Regions from separate parts of the Anser cygnoides genome. Here region 1 is linked to region 2. Evidence: chromatin contacts called from public Hi-C data. All regions are on one chromosome and are shown on one strand. Each heading gives the region's core, a stretch centred on a gene start, on an enhancer-like site or on the middle of the called end of the contact. The rest is flanking DNA. Distances are from core to core; before and after follow the strand shown. Region 1 overlaps LOC125184912 (a long non-coding RNA gene). Region 2 holds the start of BOD1 (biorientation of chromosomes in cell division 1).

What was found. A called contact is a pair of places that touch in the nucleus more often than the background predicts.
Region 1: a contact with region 2 is called in a Hi-C map of liver, with 1.9 times the contacts expected there. The contact joins the enhancer-like site here to the promoter of BOD1 in region 2. A contact is called at or near these places in 3 of 7 Hi-C or Micro-C datasets (granulosa cells and liver).

What each region holds. Positions count from the first base shown.
Region 1 is chr14:10,438,491-10,443,937 of Taihu_goose_T2T_genome, forward strand. The region is part of intron 2 of LOC125184912 (a long non-coding RNA gene); the gene reads right to left. Among named protein-coding and RNA genes, the nearest start is that of STC2, 18 kb to the left of the region's middle. Within about 2 kb of position 1,876, at least 1 of the 3 cell types and tissues checked has open chromatin away from gene starts, as enhancers often do. A contact at or near this core is called in liver, where this site is marked.
Region 2 is chr14:10,310,471-10,316,034 of Taihu_goose_T2T_genome, forward strand. BOD1 (biorientation of chromosomes in cell division 1) reads left to right here and starts at 3,214. Exons shown (of 4, transcript XM_048080451.2): 1 at 3,214-3,473; 2 at 4,409-4,533. The coding sequence starts at 3,240.

The DNA of each region.
Region 1 (5,447 bases), core at 626-3,125, 130 kb after region 2:
AATTATGGGAAGCTGCAGGGGCTGAGAATTCCTATCTCCGAGGATGCTGACTGTTATATTCTTGACCTTTTCTGCAAATACCATCCTCTCTTATAAAATGCGGCTTGGAGTTTATTTAGAAATTCTTTTAAAATAAGGAGTCATCTTTGGAGAGGCTGCCGGGAGACGCTCCGCACTGATAGGGATTTAGGGTTTTTTAAGGGTATTCCTCCTCTGCTGGCCAGCAGAGCCCTGGGCAGTGCCGCTGCAGCACGCCCCGGACCGGTGGCGCTGATGGCGGCGTGTCTGGAGCACGATTCCGCAACGGGCACCGCAACAGGGCTGAAATCGAGCCCAGGGCAGCTCACGCGCTGCAGGAACAAAATGCCCCTGTGGCACAGCCAGTCCCAGCTCTCCCCGCTGTCATTAGAAATGGCAGAGAGCGTTGTGCGAATGGGAAGGCTAAAACCAGGCTGCTTTTTAACACGGAGCAGGATCCACGCGCTGCTATCTGAGGCATTGTGGCACGTAATCCCCTCTGTAAAGCCCACTTCCATTTCCCAGATTTGGCTCTCTTTGTATCTGCTTTTCTCCGTCCCGCAATCACATCGGGCTGCATTTGTCACCCAGGCATAATCCCACTTACATTTCAGTCTCTTCCTACCCCGCAGAAAAATGCGGTGGGAGGTGTGGGGAAGCTCAGTGAAAGCTGACAGCCAGGAGAGACTGGGAAAGGCCTACGGAGAGCCTGATTTAGATGTCCTATTTTAAGACAAAATGAAAAGGAATTATGCACATTCAGCGTTTTGTTAAGCTGACACGAAACCAAGTCACTACGAAATCCGCCTGCAGAGGGGCGCGATGCACAAGTTTGAGGCATTCTTTGAAATAGTTTTTATTCTTTATAATGACTCCTGGCTGTCGGCTAGTCCCAGCCTCAGGGCTACGGGTCAATGTATCACAGGAGAGGGTCACGGCCCAAAAGGGGCTCTGGCGGCAGCAGCAGACCACCAGCCAGACCACCTCTCCTCAGGCACCTGAGGCCATGAAGAAGCCTCACGTGTGGGGCCGTGCCAGCAGGAAAGCAACGAGCCTGCGAAGGCCCATTAAAAGCACGGTGTCCTGTACAAAAACGGGGAGTCAAAACAACCGAGACGCTTTGGAGGGCGCAGAGGATGCCCGAGGAAGCTGAAGCCGCTCTGCAGCAAGAAAGGGCTCCCGAGGGTCCGGGCAGCCCGAGGCAGCAGCCGCTGACTCTGCAGATTCCTGGAGGAGGAGATGTACTTTGTGGCTATCTGCATTACATGGACTAGTGAAAGCTGGCCACAGCCGACAAGCCAGGACTGGGGAATGAGTCTTGGATAATAATTAAAGGCCTATTCTTGGTTTCACCAAAGCCTCTGGTAAAATATCCTATTGATAACAGCAATACGTTAGGATTAGGCTCCTGCTGGAGCTGGGAATCACTGGAGCTTTCCTGACTGCATAGGCTTATCAGGGAGGATCTTAATAGAGTCAGAAAATAGACGAGGCTGAAAATAATCTGTTCTCAAACATCCCACATTCAGAAATGTCTGAATCTGAGGCATGGGTGGGTTTTTTTGCAGCGCTCTCGAAGCGCAGACAATTTGCAAACTGTGGAGAGCAGGCGATCCACAGCGTCCTTCAACAGAGAATTGTTTTAGACATTTTAAACTTCACAAAGATAAGACTTAAATGCTGCTTTTAAAAACCTGAAATAAAGTTTGCTGGGCTTCATGACATTACACACCATATTGCTGTAATTCTGGCCGTCCTACAGAAGTAAAGGCGCCCTCTCCCTTTCCTGCTGCTGATCCCACAGTAAAGCAGCACAGCACTGATACGTCCTGGAAAAGTGGTCAGGCCTCTCTCCAGAGGAGAAAAGAACAACTGTACCCTCCCAGTGAAGACGGTAGCAGGATGTGACCATTTAATTTGAGTAAATACAGCAATTATTCTGAGCCATGACTTCGAAGTCAAAAGCTTGGAAGGGTGGAGTAAAAAAAGACCAGGCGACAGCACTGAGAATGTGCGGTGATGCCATTTAAGCACACAAACTCATTCAGGAGCTTGCTTAGAACAAACTGTTCTTACAGTATTGCCAGGCTGACCAGAAACAAGAAGAGCATTAAGGTCCAATTGACCAATACGTTGGGCAGATCCTCTTTCATGAGACTGCCAGCCAAATTTGTAAACAGTGAAGGTCAGATAAACACACAAGTGTCGCAATTTATTGGATTCGCATTCCTCTGGCGACTCACCTATGTTTTCTTCTGTCTGGACTAAGGGTGGGTGGGCAGGTAATTGTAGAACCACATTTTCTACCAGGGCAAGGCAGAGGCAGGACGGAGAGGGCAGAGGCTGTAACAGTAACTCAAAGCTCCCTAGGATAAAGAAACCCAGGGCAACGCCCATCCTTGGCTTTGAAAGAAAGCCATGAGTATTTTCACATCTTTGCAGTTCTCCTGAGGACAAGACAATGAGTTAACTTAAAACACTCCAGGAGCCGTAACACCCATCGAGCCGTTAGAAACCAGTTACTCCGACTGCGGGTTTGCTTTGGAGGACATCAGCAGGAAGCGAGGGACTACGAGCCCCGTGCCCTTGCCAGCGGGGGCTGCACTCGAGGCTATGCCCGGCTGCGAGCGCAGTGCCGCAGGTGTAGTTGCACCGTTGGACACCTGTAGTAACTCTTACACAACCCCGGCTTTATTACACTCAGTGACACTCACACACCTGCAAACACAGCTTACTTCTCCAGCAGAAACACAGCGGGTCCGGTATCAGGGACCCTCACGTGGCACTGGCTACACCACAAAATGTGGGCTGGTGCCCCCAACATGTTGGCTCGTATTGGCAGAAATCATCCCGATCGCCGTCTCACAAGCAACCACAGTCACTGCAGAAGCATAAAGCTGGTTCAACCTGTGTGCTCCAGCTGACCAAAATATAAATATGTTCACATGTTCAAGCTGGATATACGGTACTGAGCAATCTGGCGGCACACAGAGCCAGCAGGAGCTGTGACAGTGGTATCACCATCTCACAGGTTACAGCTACAGGGCATGCAGTCAGCTAAAATGCTGCTACTGGCAGAAAGGCTACAACAGACCCCAACCAAGACTGCAATCCATAGCTGTGAGTTCATATGAAAATGGCAAAAAGGGACTTGGAGTCCAACCAGATCAGGGGAAAAGGAGAAGGAAAGACTTAGAAATATCCGTTCTGACTCCCAGGGCCATGCTGATTGCCACTGAGTACTGTCTGCAAATGGAGCAAATCAGGGGCAAAAACAGAGAGAGAGAAAGCACTAACAACGATCTCTGCATTTGTCCTGAAGGGCATCTTTATAAGGTGGTCAATGGGCTGCCAGTTCTCTGCCAGTGCAGGTTTTCTCATCCAGTTATGACCCAGAGCCATTAGCTTAATTTCAGTATCTCTTCACCTCTCTACATGCAGCCCAACAGATCTCTAACAACAGCGACTGTACCCATAAATCACAGAAAAGCAAGAGAGAAGGAAGACACAAAGAGTTGGAGAAAGGCCGTCTCCATCTCAGCTAAATGCAGCCCTGCTGCTAAGCTTGTTCTTCCATTCAGACTCTTTCAAAGTCCAGAGAGGGAAGAAATCAAGTTTTATTCTTGCTACAGAGCAGTATTTGTAAGGCTAACAGAAAGAAAGGTATCAGAAGCAGGGAAATGCAAAGCAGGGACTACAATTTTTTTATCAGGGTGGACTTGCCACCAAAACAAAGACCACGAAGGACAACCATGCTGTCTCTGGACTCAAGAAGCAGTTGCCAAAACTCATCCACGGTGGAAAAAAAAAAAGCCGTGGCAGCATTTGCCAATATCTTCACGTTGCTAGTCAGGAACTGCGCAAGCAGCCAGCAGAAGGGTGGGTGGATCGGCCCAACGCTTAACAAGCCCAGCTGGCTCTGGCTTGCGCCCTTCTCCAGAGTTTCCAAAGACAGGGCAACAACTTACCATAAAGAGGCCCTGGGGCACTGACGCGTTATTTTATTTCTGGCTTTGAACTTCAGAAACACGCAGGATCCATGGACGTGTGCTGCTGCTCACATCAGGTAAATGTAGCCGGGTCTCTGTCTGAGCCGTACGCCCTTTGGAAAGCTGCGGTGCCTGCTTTCCATCTGACAGCAGCACAGCTGAACAAGAGAGATGCAAAACTAATCATATGGAGAAGGGAGCCAAAAAGGGATTCCAGCAACATGAAAACCAGAGGGAAATGCCAGAGTCGTGCTATCTGCGATCAGTATCTGTGACCCTTCATTTTCCAAGAAGTAGCAATGATAAGGCAGCTCTGTCCAGGTGAAAGATATCAGCAGGGCTAATTGTAGCCGAGCAGACGGATTCTCATGGCAGTGCTGTTATCTCCCTGGATTCCAGCCCCCAGCGGCTGCTGTCACTGCTCATAATATCCAGCAGCAAGAGAGAGAGGAAGGAAGAGAAAGGGGGAGAAAGGAAAGGAGAAAATTGAAGAAAGCAGCAGAGAGGGAAATAAGAAACAAAAGAGAAAGAGTAAAAACGGACAAAAACTGAAAGGGAAGGAACTGTGAAGACTTGGAAAGAAGCCAAGACAAATGGGAACCCTGAGTCGTGCCCCAGTTTGCTTTTCAAGGAGTTTCAAGGGAATGGAGCTGATGGCAGAAATCAAGGAGTAAACCTGCCTCTGGTCACTTCTCAGCGGAATCACTGTGGGTGGATGGCAGGAGGCAAACTCCACTGCCTTGTGTCCTGAGGAGCGACATCTGCAGGGACACGCTGGGCAGGGGGGGAAGGCACCGAGAGTAAAAAAATTCCTAAAAGAAAAGACATCACACCTCTGTTCTTCTGCTGACTCTGCTGGGCACTCACTGCCCAGATTGGTGAAGAAGGATTAAAAAATAAATAAATAAATAGAAAAGGGAGGGAGTGCTACTAATGAGCTGCTAATGAGGCTACGCCTGCACACACTGTATGGCACGGGAAGGAGGCAGCTCTGGTCCCTGAAAACCCTGCCCGAGAGCAAAGGGATGTCATTGTCCAGTTGGAAGGGAGGAGAAAGCCAAAACACTGATAATTTCACATCCACTGCCACCATCTTCCCTGCTATTCCTGTACCGATCTGTCCATTTTCTGGTCCCCCCACCTTTTATGATCCCCTACTCAATTTCCAGGTGGCGGGCAGCCCCAGCTGCACATGGGCAGGATTTCTGTGCTCTGCACACAGCCGGAGCTCGCTGTGCACATGGATGTCGAGTTGGACCTGTTGGACCTGCTGCTTTTGGCAGGTGGGTCTGGGCCACATGGTTATTACCCGTGTATTACTCCTCTGATCCAGGTAAATACCTGGTACGAGAGAGCCCATGGACCAAGGAGGTGACTCTCAAAATAGCCACAGCCAAGGATGAAAGGAGCAGGGAGAAGTGACTTGCTCCAGATCACGCA
Region 2 (5,564 bases), core at 1,964-4,463:
ATGCTATTCCCAAACCCAAAACACACAGGCAATGGGAAAATCATGCTCCCAGTTCAATGCTCCAGTTTTTCAAGAGAACCAGAACTGATGCTAAAACACTACAAGTTTTCAGTCGAAGCAGAGTTCAGTAATTTTGTCACTAGCAGCCCAGACATGTGTGAGGGAGCCCATGCGTGCGTACGAAGCTTCGCCCCCCGCCCCTGCAGTGGGGCTCTGCAGCTCCACATTTTTCTGATCATTGGTATGGCCAAAGCTGTTAGAAGCTAGACTCAGTAACTGGCTTTTAGTTTTGTGGCTGGAGGTTGTCAGAAGGAAGAGAAAAGTGCCAACTGTGTCTCCTCCATCCAGTCTGCATCACTTAACACTGACACAGGAGCTAGAAGACCTCAGAGAGGAAAGGGAGCCTTCCCCTTTGCCAGCCACACTGATTGCCCCCACCCCAAACCCTCATGGGCAGGGGCTTGTGCTTCAAATCATGCCGTAGGAAAAAGCTACACGCATCATCTAAGGAAGAAATGTTAGCAATCATGCAAAACCAGCAGTGCAGTATAAAACAGGGTTTACAACGTTCACCATGAACGTTCATGTCCATGACTTTTTGTAGGCAGCTGGAGCCGAGGGGAACTTTTTCCCCATGATATCAGAATTTCCAAGAAAACAGGAGCTGGTTTGCTGCTCCTGCGATAGCAGCAGGGGGTGGGTGGAGAGTGGGGGCTGTGAACAGAGGAAACCTGGAGGGAGGCAGTGGTGGCAACCACCGACAAAAAGAGCTGAGCTTCTGTGACAGAACGCGCGACTCTGGAAGGGTGGTACTTTACCAATTTAAACCACGATTAAGAATTTTTATCTCCCCTGGTCAAGCAAAGGAATGGGTTTCAGGGGGCTTGTAACACAGGAAAATACACTAAATATCATTGATTTGATTTTGATCAAATAGCTTTCTAAATATTTTTTTTTATAGGTATTTCTCCTGAAATAAACTTTCCTCCTCAGGCTTACAGCTTTGCTGTAAACACCCTACACACGTATTACATCACAAGAACTGGGTCTTCAAAACCAGCAGAAAACAGGTAAGATTTCGCCCTTCCCGAGCCTCCTACTAACCTAACTGTGCAAACCGCCTGGATCTTTCCTTGAGGGCAGGGATACAGAAGGGGAAGAGTTCACAGACAGCACAAATTTTGCACTAGGTTTGACGCACGGACAGGTCCAGAATTCTCCCCCTTGGGGGCCGGCCTGCTTTATGTCACACACTGGGGTTTAACAGGCTATGATGACGAGCAAAAATATCCCAACAGATGAGGTGAAATGCTGGGCTTTTCTTGTGCTACAGATCCCCAACCCCTTTCTAAAACACTGCTTGAGCTGGGTCACGCAGCCAGCCAACCTGTAAAAAACACGACGAATCCTCACTCGCCCTGCTACCTACCAGGTTTCCCCTTTCCGCACACCCCAAAAACCACCTGCCCGTGCCGTGCCGAGGAGTCATTTGTTAATTGGGAGGGATGTCGGCTTGCGGGAGCCCCCAGGGAATGAAGCCCGGGCTGGATTTCTCCCGGCCCGGCCCGGCCCTCCCCGCGGTGGGTGCGGGCAGGGAGAGGCGGCCTCGGGCTGCTGCCGCCCGCTCCCTGCTGGAGCCCGGCCCCGGCTGGGTGCGGAGGGGACGGCAGGGGACAGAGGAGGGGACGGGATGGGGCTGAGGAAAGGACGGGATGGGACAGAGGAGAGGACGGGCCTGGGCTGAGGAGGGGACGGGGTGCCCTCTGCCGGGGCAGCCGCCTCCAGCCGCGCCCGAGAAGCAACGCGTGGGACCGAGGAGCGGGCTGACAGCAGATCCTCGTCTCAAAAATCAATTAATTTAAAAAAAAAAAAAAAAAGCGATTTGCTGGTGGAAGAAGCCACAAGGCGACCCCCGAGCCTTCCCTTTGCTCCTTGCCTGTGCAGAGCGAAACTAAAGAGAAATGCAGGGGCCTCTTGTTGCACCACTGCGGGGCTTGAACGCGACAACCCACCTGTGGGGACCCCCCGGGCCGGGCACTACGGCCATGCAGCTAAAACCATCCCAGCCGGCCTTGCCTCCACGTGAAAGCCAGCACACCCGCGAGCTGCTCACAAGCGGCGGGGAGAAATGGCAGCGGGCAGCTGGCCAGCGGGACTGCTGGGTGGGCCGAGGGGGCTTATACCCATCTTGGAGAGAGTTGACCAGGGACAGGGACGGGGCACCCGGGCGGAGGGACTGCTCTTCTGCTCTCGCAGAACAGTGCCCGTGCATCTTCACGAAATGCAGCATTTGCACGAGATGCTTTTGTCAGAGTAAAGCTCGGGCTCTGTAAACACTACCAGGTTTTTTCCCCTCTTCTCTCCTCAGAGGTGCCAGATGGAAAGGGACAGCTTATGCTGCTTGTCAGGGCTGCTGAATTTTAATCAGGCAGAGAAGGACAGCGCATGCAGAACGCTGCCATCTTGGTACGCAGTCAGCAGCGTACAGAGAGGCGAGGACGCACCTACAGGGTGTGTCTTTGCATTACTGCTCTCATGCAGGGTCTTCCTGCAGCTGGCACATCCTGCTGTGTTAAATCCTTCCCTACACCGTGACTGGGAAATTAAACTAATGTATGTAATTTGTACCCCAGAGCTCGCAGTCAGAGCAGTGTCTAAGAGTGTGTCTAAGGCCACACAACAGGAAAAGCACCTGTAACGCGGGTTGATTGGCTCTAAGAGGACTGGTTTGAGGACCACCCTTCCTTTTGTTAATGATGTAATGAACGAAATCCCAGGAAAATCGATTTGTTCTCAGATCACACCAGTGCCGTCCTCACCATCCCACTGAAAACCACTCCCAAGTCACAAAGCGGGGAACACCCCCGGGGGTCCCAGGGCATGACCAGGACGGGACGGCTACTCCCCACGTCTGCGTTCCGGGGGGGCACAGCACCGCCCGCCCCGTACCGCCCCGGGGCTGCGGCAGCCCCCCGAGGGCCTGGCAAGGCCCACCTCAGCCCCCCCCAGCGAACTACAACTCCCAAGCTGCACCGCGAAAGCCCCCTCCCCTCCCCTCCGCCGTCCCGCCGCGATGCACCCTGGGAGTCGTAGTTCTGCCGATCTTCACAGCTCCTCGCCGGCTATAAGGGCGCCTCAAGCGGAGGACTCGCTCCCCCGAGATGCAACGCGCCGGGGCTACGCGACGCGCGGCGCGCCGCCGGCGACGGCTTGGGGCGAGCGGGTGGCGGCCGCCGGCCATGTCGGAGAGCGGCAGCGGCGGCGGGGCCGCCCCGGGCGGGGCGGGCGGAGGGGCGGCGGGCGGCGGCGGGGCGGCCGGGGGCTCGGCCTCCGCATCGGGGCCCGGGGCCGCCGACCCGGCCTCGCTGCCGCCCGGGGACGCGCAGCTCATCGCCATCATCGTGGAGCAGCTCAAGAGCCGCGGCCTCTTCGACGGCTTCCGCAGGGACTGCCTGGCCGACGTGGACACCAAGGTGCGACCTGCCCGGCCCGGCCCGGCCCGGCCCCGGCCCTCTCCTCGGGCCGCTCTGGGCGCTGCGGGGCTCCCCGGGCCTTTTTCTCAGTCACAAGTTCCTAAGGCATCGGCTGCCCTGTCAGGGCGGCGTTTCGCCTGCCTAAACTTGTAAGGTTTCAGCACGAGGCCTGTGCTGGAAGCCGCAGTGGGAGCCTACGGCTGTTCCTGAAGCTGTCGGGGGTGCCAGGAGGGCTGCCCAGGGCAGCCACAGCACCACGGCCAGGGCAGAGGTACCCGGCCTTTGGTCTTGCTGTCCTGATGGGCACTGCACCTCTGTTACCGACACTTTAATTCATCACCCCGTATTCATACCAAATGTGAAGTTTAAGTGCTGCCATGCTCCTGGGTGGTGCCACTCCTTTTATGGTACCATAATCTCAGTGGCCGTATGTACTGTATAGTTTTTTTTTATTTCCAGTAAACGGGAATTAATCTAAATTTCCACCTACAAAACCCTTCAAATTTCTAGCTTTAATGTTAGTGTCACAGAAGCAAATAACTTTCTCTGGTGACAGAAGCACTCGCTAATTACTGAGTTTCCTAGGAATTCTCTGATAGACGGTTTCCAGACGAGAACAGCTCTGTATGAACAACTCCTGTCTGCACAGGCAGTTTGTATTTCACTAAGTAAAATTATGAACAGACAACAAGTTTTAAGCAAATCTCTCCTGCTATTTCAGTTATTGTAACAGTATGCTGACAGGCTGCTCTTTGCAATTACCAGTTGTGTTGTTAAGTAAAACAAGCTTGCCTTTGTTTAGAAAGTGAAGGGATGGGGAATACAGACAACAAAACAGTAGTGTACACAACAAAAGAAGTACTATGCAGGATTCTGGCAGGGTGTTGGGGATCTTTTAGCAGTTTAACTGGATTTTTTTTGTTGCTGTTGTTTAGCCAGCCTATCAAAATTTGAGGCAGAAGGTGGACAACTTTGTATCGACCCACCTGGACAAACAGGAATGGAATCCAACAATGAACAAAAACCAGTTACGAAATGGGCTCAGACAGAGTGTGATTCAGTAAGTAAGCACCGGTCTGCAAACCAATGGTAATGCTATTTGATAAGTAATGTATAACCATCTCACTACCTAAGTCAAATAAGAATTCGCAGCATTAAGTTTCTCACAGCGCCTTCTGTTGCGGTCTCTTGAGTTTCATTATAAGAGCGTATGCAGTCATACTCTCATGGAAAGGCTTATGTTACTGCTTTACCTGAAATTTGTAGTTTTCATGAATTGGGTAGCATGGTGAGGTACTCACATTTGCTAGCTAGCCAGGTTATTGCTGCAAATGCCCAATACTGCCCACTCAGTAAAACTGTACCTGAAATGCTGAGCTGAATAACCTTGGTCTTCCTTTTCTGAAAGGAGGAGAGCCGGTGTCACTTAAAGAAAAACTCTTTAAGATTCCAAAGCTTGTTTAAGTAGACTCCAGCCACTAGCAGGCAGTAATGAAACGGGGCTAGCCTGATTTCATGCAGCAGAGGATAGCTTCTTAACAGCTATTTAAGATGTACTTCCAGCACAGCAGGAAAGCCAGATTGAACTTCACTGCTTAGAGATCTAGGTTTAGCACCTCCTGCTGCTAACTCATCACAGCCCGAAGTATGAGCCCTAGCTTGTTTGACTGAAAGTCATTGATATAAACAGTGTTGCGGGGAGAGGGCAGTAGTGAACTTGAGAATGGCATTTATGCTTACAAGAAGAGTTATTAGAATGTCTTGCACGCAGAAGCAGCTGTATTTCGCTTGATGGAAACTGCAGATCATTAGTACCTAACACTAGTTTCAGTTTTTAATCTGTAATTACAGAAGAGGGTATCCACTGTAAGTACAGAATTTCCTACCTGTACTTGAAGTCCTTGAGACATGCCTATCACTTCACACATCCTCGTATTTCATGTTAGTCAGCCACAAGAGTGAAATGGCAACAGAAAAATGTTACATCAAAGAGCCCGTAGTTAGCAGAACATGCAGTGCTCACTTTAGGTAGGTTACTAGTCTAAAAAAAAATAAACAACATCAGGGAGTTTGAAGAGTCCCTGTCACTTC